Regions from separate parts of the Sus scrofa genome. Here region 1 is linked to region 2. A link is a contact called in public Hi-C data. All regions are on one chromosome and are shown on one strand. Each heading gives the region's core, a stretch centred on a gene start, on an enhancer-like site or on the middle of the called end of the contact. The rest is flanking DNA. Distances are from core to core; before and after follow the strand shown.

Region 1 (5,516 bases), core at 2,640-5,139, 74 kb before region 2:
CCTGTCGTGGCACAGTGGAAATAAATCTGACTAGTAACCCTGACGTTGCAGGTTTGATTCATGGCCTTGCTCAGTGGGTTAAAGATCTGGCGTTTCCATGAGCTGTGGTGTAGGTCACAGACATGGCTCAGATCCTACGTTGCTGTGGCTGTGGTATGGGCCAGCAGCTATAGCTCTGACTGGACCCTAAGCATGGGAGCCTCCATATGCCATGGGTGTGGCCCTAAAAAGACAAATAAATAGATAAATAAATAGTAGCCTAATATTTACTTATATGTACTTTGCTTTGCATACTGTGCCAAGCATTTAAATTGGTTATTACAGTAAAAGAACGTATTGCCAATTAGATCAAACGTCAGTGATGCAGCATGAGAATCATATTATTAATTAGAGTCTTCTTAAAATCATTTTGAACAATAGCCATTTTCTATAATGGAAAAGGTGTTTTTAAAGATAATGCTATCAGGGCATGGCTCTCTCTAGCCAGTGTAACATCTTTTTGTTAATTAGAAAAAGATACCCTGCCAGGTGGGTGCAGTTGCTCAGCACATACCTTGCACCTGTCTGGGTTTCAGCCCCCTCATGTGCCTCCTCAATTAGTTGCCTTGTTTAGTGAACAACCTGCACGCCTGTACAGAGCTGTCCCATTTGTGACCACATTATCTGTTACTGTCATATTTTGGCCAGTTTTAAAAGATCTAATTTTCATTTGGCAATCATCTCATAGTCTTTGTCTCTGGAACTTCATCTAACTTCAGTGAAACCTTAAATCACTACTATCTTTTTTCTCTTCCTTCCTTCCTTCTTTCCTTCCTTTCGGCTGTATCCACGGCATATGGAAGTTCCCAGGCTAGGGGTCAAATTAGAGCTGTAGCTGCTGGCCTATACCACAACCACAGCAACTCGGGGTCTGAGCCTTTTCTGCGACTTACACCACAGCTCATGGAAACGCCAGATCCTTAACCCACTGAGTGAGCCCAGGGGATAAAACCTGCATCCTCCTGGATACTAGTCAGATTTGTTATCGCTGAGCGGTGATGGGAACGCCCACTGCTACTTTTCTGATTACACAGGATAAGCCACGAGGGGAACTCCCACTACTGTCTTTCTGATTACACAGGATAAGTAGTTTCAGAAGCTTTTTTAGTAAGAAAGGGGAAGAATCTAGGAGCTATTGCACCCAAGTATTTGGCTGCTATGATTGAGAGGTGATGACAAGGCAAGTGCTCTGGCTTTTCTTTCCTCAGTGTACTCTGGGAATAAAAGGAATGAAGACTTCACTCCAGTTGCTGGTCATGGTGTTAGGCAGTATATTGACCCTCCCAAGGAATTAATATTTTTGCACGTTTCTAACTCCATACTTAAATGAAATATAGAACATCATTCGCTGGTTTATTGGACTAGAAGCTTGATTGCCTGGCTGAGGTCATGGTTTTATCAAAATTCAAATTACTGCATAATAATGTGAAAAAAAGAATGTATATATGTATGTGTGACTGGCTGTACAGTAGAAAATTGACAGAACACTGTAAAGCCGCTATAGTGGAAAAAATAAAAATCATTAAAAAAATTCAAATTAGCTACAGTGAAAATAACTGAGGATATCATCTACATGTGGAAGACAAGAGAATGTTAGCTGAATGTCCTTTATTACTTATTTATTTTATTCATTTTGGCTGTACCCATAGTATGTGGAAGTTCCTGGACCCGGGATCCAATAAACACCACAGCAGCAAACTGAGCCACTGCAGTGACAATACTGGATATTTAACCCCCTGAGCCACATGGGAACTTTAGAATAGTGTCTGGCACACTGTAAGCTTTATGTGTATAAGTACTTTAATTATTAACATGCTCAATCCTCCAAATAATCTTAAGGGATAGATACTGTTGATAATGTCATTTTACAAATGAGGAAACAGGCACAGAGAAGTTATGTGCCTGAAGCTACACAGCAAAAGCAATGGACAGGGGTTTCAACCCATGTAGACTGGGACCAACTCTTTGTTACTATGCTATACTACCTTTATGCTGGAAAAAATTTTACACAGATTTCTGTAGCTAGCATAATTACAGAGATAGCCTAACACTACCCTCCTCCTCCAAAAAAAAAAAAAAGAAAAATCAAGCTATATGTTTTGAATTTTACCAAAACCACCCGGCAAACTGAGATATTATTCACCCTTGAGGATAATGTGTCAGATAAGGAAGGTGACATAAAATTAACCACAAAGAAGTTTAACTAAAAATGCTCAGCAATATTCATGAGAGATGTATAGTTTTAATAATAGGGAAGGACATTTTCCCACATATTAGTCACACAGAGGAGGATTGTAATATTTTGTAAAAATAGCCATGACCAATCTTAAATTCTTCAGGAAAATGATCATAAGGAATAAAATACATCGGAGTAGATTTATTTTGCTGTCCAAGAAGTTAAAACACTGACTTCAGGGAAGCCTAACTTCCAGACAATTACAAAGGATGAGAATCTAGCTCTTTGATAGTTTTATAAAACTTGCCCACTAAAACATTTCAAATGAAATAGGAAAGTATGGTCCTCGCACATTTGTTTTAAAAATGAAAAGCAATGAAAAACATTAAATTGGTGAGGCAAGGCAGATATTTACCAACAAGAAATCTAAATGCAGGTTCTGCTTCAGATCCTAGAATCTTAATCTTGTGGAAGATGGGGAATGTTACTCCGTAGTTATTTCTTGCAAAAGATAATACTTCCTTGCTTGGGCGGGGCTCCGATTCTCCAAACTGATTGCATGGAAAAGCCAAGACGCTGAAGTGGAATGGTCCAAACTCTTTGTGCAGTTCCTGCAGTGCTAAGTAATTTCTGTCTGTGAGTTGGCAGTCACTAGCCACGTTTACAACTAGTGCAACCTCCCGGAAAAAGAAAAAAATCCAACCGGAAAGTGAAGCAAATAAAAGATTAAAAAAAAATTCTGCAAGTAGTTAAAATCCTAAACCATTTTGGAGGAATACAGCCCTTGATAGACGGTTATTTCATATTTTTATATATACCAAATAATACTGAAAATCATAACCCATATGCATGAGTTAAAACTCTAATAAAAGATCACAGTAATTAAGAAAGCCCCAGGTACTCAGGGAAAGTTTATTTTTAAATAAAAGATAAAATATGATTATTGAAAGAGTGCTTTTTAATATTGTCAAATTATGGATTAATACTCTTGTTAATGTCTACGTATTCACATTACTAAATACAAGAATTTCCTAAACGACTTTAAAAGTATTATTTCAGCACTTAAAACATTTTAAAGCAGTTAAGATAATCAGTTTATCAATGAGAAATATACTATGAGATACTAAAGTGATATACTAATATTACTTTGAAGACTAAATTATAACACTATAAACATATAAATTGACTATTAAGAGAATAAGAACGTGGACAGAAAATACAAAGAAAAATCAGAAGATGCAACTTACTTTGCCTTTAAACTTTTCCAGAGAAACCGTTCTTCCTTTTGCATCTTTCACTTCAAAGTTATAAAAGCTGTTGATTTTAGGTTTTAGGAATTTTAGTTGTAGAAGAAATAGCATTACTGTACAGAGAACCATAGACAGCAAAACTGCAAATACCTTTGCTTTGGGCCCTGAACATCTTAAAGGGTAGGCTGTGAGAGGCTCCATTTTGGATGATTCCAGAGTGTCGTCTCAACAGGCTGGAATTCAAGGAGGAGCTGAAACTTGAAACCGGCTCAGTGTAACGGAAAGTCAGAAAGGACAGACTAGCGCCTTTCATGCCTCAGATGGAGAATGGAGTGAAACTCCCGAATGAAGTCAAAAGCTCTAGAGAATATCCGCTGCAATTTTTGCTAGAAAAAATATCGGGACATTTTGGGTAGTACTTGAAGATAGTCCCAACAAAGGAAATATTCCGCCAGAAGATGGTGCCCTTGTAACTTGAAAACTGTGAAGTACTCCCAGCAATTGCCTGGATGTGTTGGAATATTGGATATATAATACCCAGCAATAGTTCATAATATTGATTAAATTGGTCTATTAATATATCTCTATAGGAATTTAATATATATATATGCATGTAATCTTCATACGGCTTAAGCATGCTATGTGAATTCAAGGTATTAAGAGTAGAAAGGGTACTGAAATATCTGAAAAGGCTACTTGCTCTGACCTCATCTAGCTAAGTCAATGCTAAGTGAATATAGCAAAAAATTGATCAAAGCAATGATGGCTTAAAAAAAAAACCCTCCTCTATCATAAAGCAAACTATAGTTCAATGATTTTTCAAATTTTTGCTTATGATGCATAGAAAGAAATGCACTTTATGAGTATACACAGGCACATGTAACTGTGACATTTCATTAAGCAGTGCTTCTGCTTTGAACTGTGATGCCCTGTGGTCTATTGCGTTTTTAAAAACAGCATGGTTCCGACCCATGAAAATGATTGTTCACCAATGGGCTGCACACTGGAAAAATACTGCAGTCTATAATAAAGTAGGAATTTAACAAATAAGATATTTCTACACAAAAGGCAAACACAACTCCCACCCCCACTCTATACCCCCTTCTTGGGTGCATCATCTAGTTGCTTCATTTTGTATCTTTATTTTTCAAGTGGCTGTTGCTTTCTACAGAAGATCTAACTTTGTTGAAAACTTTAGGGGCATGCATGGAAAGGGAGTTGAGGGCTGCCTATCCTGAAATCTATGGTTCCTTTAGCTACCTTAGAAAATATCCTGTTCAGGATATGTAGCAAGTTTTGAAAAAAAGGTGCTTTGTTCCTCTAGGGTCTGACTGTTGGTGTGTGTAAGTTTCCAGATAATGCTAGAGAAGTCTGAGAAGCTTGAGAGAGTCCCTTCCCATCCTTGTTAGATCTTTAGAGCTTTCAAGCTTGCTAAGGAGGCTGCTAGCTCTGCTCCCATCCCTGCTTCTGAGGTGTGCGTGTGTCTGTGTGTGGAGGTTGTTGAGCAATGCCCACAGCTTAGGCACATTAACCTGGCAGAGACCATAAACCACTTCACTCCCACTCTTGGGGCCTAATAAGAGTGGATGCAAAAGAAAACTTTTCCCTTATAATTTCTAGTAAAAATTGAAAATATACACAAAAATGTATTCTACCACTTTTTAACTGTAGTAATTTTAATTTGGTATTCTTAAGCTGAGTTATGGAAAAAGTCAAAATCCCTGTGTTTATATTACACCCAAACACCGCGAAGTAACTTAAATTCTCTGGCCTTGCTCCTTCAAGTCTTGTCTGCAGCACTGCTGTCACCTGGGGCTTGTTAGAAACATAATATCCCAGGCCCTTCCAAGGCTTTCTGAATCAGGAGCTGAATTTTTACAAGATCCCCTCACGACTCAAGTGAACATTTAAGCTTGAGAAATTTTAGACCTCAATCTTCTTCTGGTTTGCAGAGCAACAAGTTTCTTTGGCTTCCCTTTATCTTCCATAGTAGACATGTTTTGTGTCTCTGGGTCTACGTTAGATACTTTAGCTCCTCAGGCTGTTCAAGC
Region 2 (5,874 bases), core at 3,334-5,833:
CTTCTTCCCTCATCTCCTGGTACTAGCCACCCTTGGCTGTGAGGCCAGCATGTGAAAACTTAGTTTCAGGTTAAACTGACCAAATTTCAAAATTTTGCTATTTCAAAATAGTTACTGAAAAAAACCATATTTACCTGAAGCAGCTGAAGATCCCCTTCAAATGTCTGTGGATCAAAACATGGATAAGGAATTGCCTTTTTAATGGAAAATGTCTGGTCATATTTCTCTTTATGGGATGTAGAGTGGGCTCCAAGAATAACTTGAGGGTTGCCTTTCCTGGAGAAAGCAAGGACAATGTGTCATGCATGTGAGAGAAGAGATGAAATGAAGCATGGATTTGATTAAATCTGATCAGTTCTTTTCAATAGTTTTCTATCTGAAAACAAGCACAGTAAGGCAGGGGGAATTTATGAGGCTTTTCCCTTTACCTAAATCTCCCAAGACGGATATTATCTCAAATTGCTTTAACTTCACATGTTTTTAAGGAAGAAGTAACAGGAAGGGAATCTCAGGCCTTTTGGCAGAAGCAAGAGCATTGGGCTGTCAAGGCCTGGAGAGGTATGCTTGGGTGCTGACCAAAGGGGTCTGCCGCTGGGAGAGGAGCTCTATTTCACCATCTGTCTTGGATTTGTGGAGTCAACACCTAATGGAAGAGACTAAACCCAAGAAAAAGACGCTAAACTTAACAAGGAGAGCAGAGGTGGCAGGTTTGCTTCTCTGTGTTTTAGGAAGATAGTGCACCTTGTTTAAGTCTTCGAAGATGGTAAAATTGAAAAAGAGTCAAGGAATTCCCGTCGTGGTGCAGTGGTTAACAAATCCGACTAGGAAACACGAGATTGCGGGTTCAATCCCTGGCCTCGCTTGGTGGTTAAGGATCTGGCGTTGCTGTGAGCTGTGGTGTAGATCGCAGATGCGGCTTGGATCCCATGTTGCTGTGGCTACAGCTCCAATTAGACCCCTAGCCTGGGAATCCCCATATGCCGCAGGAGCAGCCCTAGAAAAGGCAAAAAGACAAAAAAAAAAAAAAAAAAAAAAAAAGTCAAGCTTTTAATAGGAAGGACTGAAGAAATGAATCTTGATTTTACAGTGAAATTTTAAAGCTGAATCTCTAAATAAACAAGCATGCGTGCATGCACACATACACAGAAAAGCAAACAAATGAACTGCACTAGCCCTAAGTCTAGTTTATGAACCGAATGCTAGCTAATCTGGGAGAGGTGGGCACAAGCATTTCTTGTTTTGCTGGATAGACTTTGCAGCAAGTGGGCCTTTTAATCAAGTATGTCAGTGGTTAGCTTTATTTATAGTATTCACTGTGTTAAAGTTCTTACTTGATAAATTCTCTCTCTCTCTCTTTTTTTTTTTTTTTTTTGTAGAGCTGTACCTGAGGCATATGGAAGTTTCCAGATGAGGGGTTGAATTGGAGCTACAACTACTGGCCTACACCACACCACAGCAATGCCAGATCTGAGCTGCATCTGCGACCTACACCACAGCTCAAGGCAGTGCTGAATCCCTGACACACTGAGTGAGGCCAGGAATCGAACCTGCATCCTCATGGATACTAGTTGGGTTCCTAACCCGCTGATCTACAACAGGAACTTCTGACAAGTTCTCATTTGACACAATATAATGCAGATCAGTTTGGATCTTTTTTGTGGGAAGCTAGTTTTTAGGTCTCTTCTTTTATTCATGAAACCCTCCTAAAGCAAGCAGGGCAATAGTAGGTGCCAGTTACCAACAGCAGGTACTGATGAAGAAAACAGCAGCATAGGATGTGATAAACATTATTCTGACTTTCAAAGCACAATTAGGAAAAACATTAGTTTGAACCATAGGAAATGGCTATTTTGTAAAGTAGAACAGTTAAATGTCAGTAATTTCTTATGGTTCAATCTAATATGTAGCAACACGGGATAAAACAAATTATGTATTATATAACAGTTATGATTATATAACAGTGAGTAAATTACTTGTAATCACAGAGAACAATGGCTCAACTGTGTAAAATATACTTATGGAAAAAGACTGCAACAAAATATAGCAAAATATTAGCAGTGGTTGTTGTGAAATTGATGACATTATGAGTTCTATTTTTCACCTTTCTTGTTTTTCAGAATGTTAATAATGTTGCTATTTATGGTGAAAAATATTTTAAAATAATATGAGAAAATGGTCATGCATTTCAATTTTATTCTATAAGATCTGGCTTTTGCTAATAGAAATAAATATCACAGTACATAACATTGAATGTGCTTGTCCACTTTCTTCTCCATTCCTGCCTAGTTTTGGCTTTGGACTTCGCTGTCACTTTTACAATTCTTGTGCCCCTCCCCAAACTGCCTGAGAATGAGAGTAGCTCAGAATTACTTACAGGTCACAGTGAGCAGCTGTCAACACCCAGTTTTCTTTGATCAAAGCCCCTGCACAGACTTTCAGCCCTTCAATTAAAGCCATGTAGCGCCTTGTGTGGGGTGACACTTCATTTCCTCCTATAATTCCGTCACAGGATACTGGAAAAACTGAAAGAGTAATCCAGAGTGAAATCCTATCTTATGACCAAGTCATGCTTCCCTCTGAGAAAGTTCTGATAAAATGAAGTTATCCAGAATGAGTACATAGACATGCACTCTGGGTCAGGGAGAGATCAAAGCAGTTCAAATGGTACAGTTTCTACAGTTTTCCATGACAGCTGTGGATAGTAGTTATCTTGAATTTAAATGATGTTTCTTTTGCTCAAGAATTCAAAGCACCTTTAACATAATGTCTTTCTCCTTCCTATCCCTGGGAGGTGGAACATATCTGATAACAGAGTCTTTTTCTTCAGGCTCAAAAAGCAAAAAGATTAAAGACTTACCTAATATTAGATAGTTAGAGCAGATTGGGGAGAAATCCCATTCTTTTGTTTCTGCCATTCCTAGTCTATTTACTTCCTACTGCAGGCTGCCCTGTCTTAATTTTGGGTTGGATACTATGCTTTTGGCCTTGAAAAATCTCACAGCATCCCCTGGTGGGATTATTATTTGGAATGATAATTTGGTAAATTATATTAAAATCAAAGAAAAAAATCAACAATTATTATTAACTATAATAATGACAGCATCTATGATTTACCAGGCACTGGTTAGTTCCAGACACTGGCTCTGATGTTTACTATAATGCCAGGTGGGTGTTATTATTCCCATGTAGAGATAAGGAACATGAAGTTTAGAGAGGCCAATTACCTTGTTTAAGTTCATACAACTAATAAATAGCGAAGGAGTGTTCTAATTTGGTTCTACATCATGAAAAAAATTCTTTCCATTGTGAAGCACTGTTTTTCTAAAGCTGTGGCTCTTTACTTTTGTTATTTTTGAAATATAGAGCCATTTGAGAATCTGATAACGTATAGACACACATACGCATATAAGTATTTGCATATAGTTTTGGGAGACTCATAGACTTCTTAATGGCTTTCCATGGCCTTGAAGGGACTCATGGATCACATGTAAAGAATCCCAGCTCTGAAGGTCTCACTGAGCCTCTAAGGTATCACAGTATGTGGTTAAGAACATGGACTCTGGGTTCATATCCCAGCTCCCCTACTTACTAGCTGACGACTTTAGTAAACTCACTTAACCTCTCCATGCCTTAGTTTCCTCTTGTGTAAAATGGGCTGATAACAGTGATACTTAAGAAGAGTAAATGTAGGAGTTCCCGTCTTGGCGCAGTGGTTAACGAATCCAACTAGGAACCATGAGGTTACAGGTTCGATCCCTGGCCTTGCTCAGGGGGTTAAGGATCCGGCGTTGCCATGAGCTGTGGTGTAGGTTGCAGATGAAGCTCGGATCTCGCGTTGCTGTGGCTGTGGTGTAGGCCGGTGGCTACAGCTCCGATTAGACCTCTAGCCTGGGAACCTCCATATGCCACAGGCATGGCCCTAGAAAAGACCCCCCCCCCAAAAAAAAGAGTAAATGTAAAACATTTAGAATATGTCTATACTTAATTATAAGTTTTACTAAATGTTGGCACATGTATATACATATAATTTATTGGATTATTTTACACAGATGTTATTTCTTTCACCACCCCTACCACTGGAAATAGATACTCACAAATAAATTCTAAACCAAAAGTTTTAAGATTTATCTGAGAGCTATGACTACTCAATTGTATCTGTATGACTGAGACATCCAGTTAGTAAGTAATCTACCTATCCCCAATTTAATGGCTTTATTGGTTTATCACTTGAAGGTTTTGCTCTGGAGACCTGGCCTGAATTTATGAGAATCTCCAGATACAGTTAATGCTTTCATATTATTCCTATAGACACAATAGGGTACATTTTCATCTTAAAAAGCCAATATGCCATTCAGATAGCAAAGACAAAAGGTAACATGAAAAACTATTGGAAATTAAGTTATGGTTTCTTTTTCCCCTTTACACAACATTAAACAAAAATTAAACCAATATAAAATTCTCTTTTCTCATGAGCAAAACTGAAAAGCATATGGAACTATGTCTTACCTCCAGGAATTATAAGGAGACACATGGCAGCAGGAAAAAAGAAAGGAAAAGGAATTTCCATGGCTTCTGTTACTCACATATGGAGACTATTTAGTTTCAGGTACTGACTTGGTAATATATAATGAAACACAAAGGATGTGGTTTTTTTCTTTTTTTTTCTTTCTCTGCCGTGTGGCTAAAGATTTTGGTGTTTTATTAGTGGGAAACCTAACTTCATTTTAGAGACACTGTGGTCACTTATTTGTTTCACATTTCCTTCATTAGAACTCTCCTATCTTAAAGGGTAAAGATGAAGCCATGGAGACTATGATAAATTAAAGACATTAAACAGAAAATTCCTCTTTTTTGACAACTTCTTCACTTTCAAATATGAGTTTATTTTTAAAAACTGAGATTTCAAGTCTATATCAGAAATTGTTTTGAAGTATCGTCTTTATATCTCTTCTAATAGGGAAAGGACAGATATTCAATGCATTCAATGTTGAGATTTCTGGGTAATCACAAACGAAAACTGAAGTTAGATTCTTAAGCACACATTTCACCTATAAAAGCACTAAATGAAGATACCGATAAATATTTTTACACATGTAGAAACAAGAAAGTGGCTTTAAGATATAACAGCAAAGGCAAAAAGAAAAGATTGATAGATTCAGTGATTAAAAGTTGAACTTTCTGTACCTCACATCAAATATAAAGCCAAATTGTAAACATTTTCCATTGATGTGACACAAATAGCTATTTTTATAAAGCAATAAGATGAATCTCTGAAAAGAAAAATAGTCAGAGAATGTGAACAAGTAATTTACAAAAGAAGAAATAAAAATGGCTGCTATATTCCTAATCTATAGAGGTGTGCATATGTACACAGGACAAGTTAGCAATAATAAAAATCCAATTTAAAACATTTTAATGTAATTTTTTGCCTGTCAAATTACTAAAAATTAAAAAGCAAACAAAAAAATACCCTCCAATGTTGGAAATTCTCATGTGCATATAATAATTCAAACTGCTACTATATTTCTGGAAGGTGATACATGTAAAGATATGACTAAATTTTTGCATGGTCTTTGATCCAAGACATGTCTATGATTCATAATTTAAAAAATTGTGGAGTTGCATAAAAATTTAGCTATAAGGAGTTCCATGAATTATTGTTCCTAATGAGAAAAAGTTGAAAATAGTCAAAATGCTCCTAAATAAGGAATTAGTAATTATATAGTTTCCCATTGTTGCTGTAACAAATTACTACAAACTTAGTGGCTTAAAACAATATAAATTTATTTTTCACAGCTCTACAGGTCAGACGTCTGATGTGCTGACACCTGGGTGAAAATCAAGGTGTCAGCTGGGCTGCATTCCTTTCTAAGG

Evidence for each region. Hi-C and Micro-C count contacts between places; a contact is called where the count stands out from the background.
Region 1: a contact with region 2 is called in a Hi-C map of fetal liver, with 1.9 times the contacts expected there. The contact joins the promoter of GPX8 here to the promoter of GZMA in region 2. A contact is called at or near these places in 19 of 47 Hi-C or Micro-C datasets (adipocytes, adipose tissue, alveolar macrophages and 10 more).

Annotation. Positions count from the first base shown.
Region 1 is chr16:34,334,527-34,340,042 of Sscrofa11.1, reverse strand. It overlaps GPX8 (probable glutathione peroxidase 8), which reads right to left and starts at 3,889. Exons shown (of 2, transcript XM_013984774.2): 1 at 3,463-3,889. The coding sequence starts at 3,666. All of the region lies in intron 2 of CDC20B (cell division cycle protein 20 homolog B), which reads left to right.
Region 2 is chr16:34,261,204-34,267,077 of Sscrofa11.1, reverse strand. GZMA (granzyme A (granzyme 1, cytotoxic T-lymphocyte-associated serine esterase 3)) reads right to left here and starts at 4,583. Exons shown (of 5, transcript NM_001143709.1): 1 at 4,507-4,583; 2 at 2,375-2,522; 3 at 135-276. The coding sequence starts at 4,567.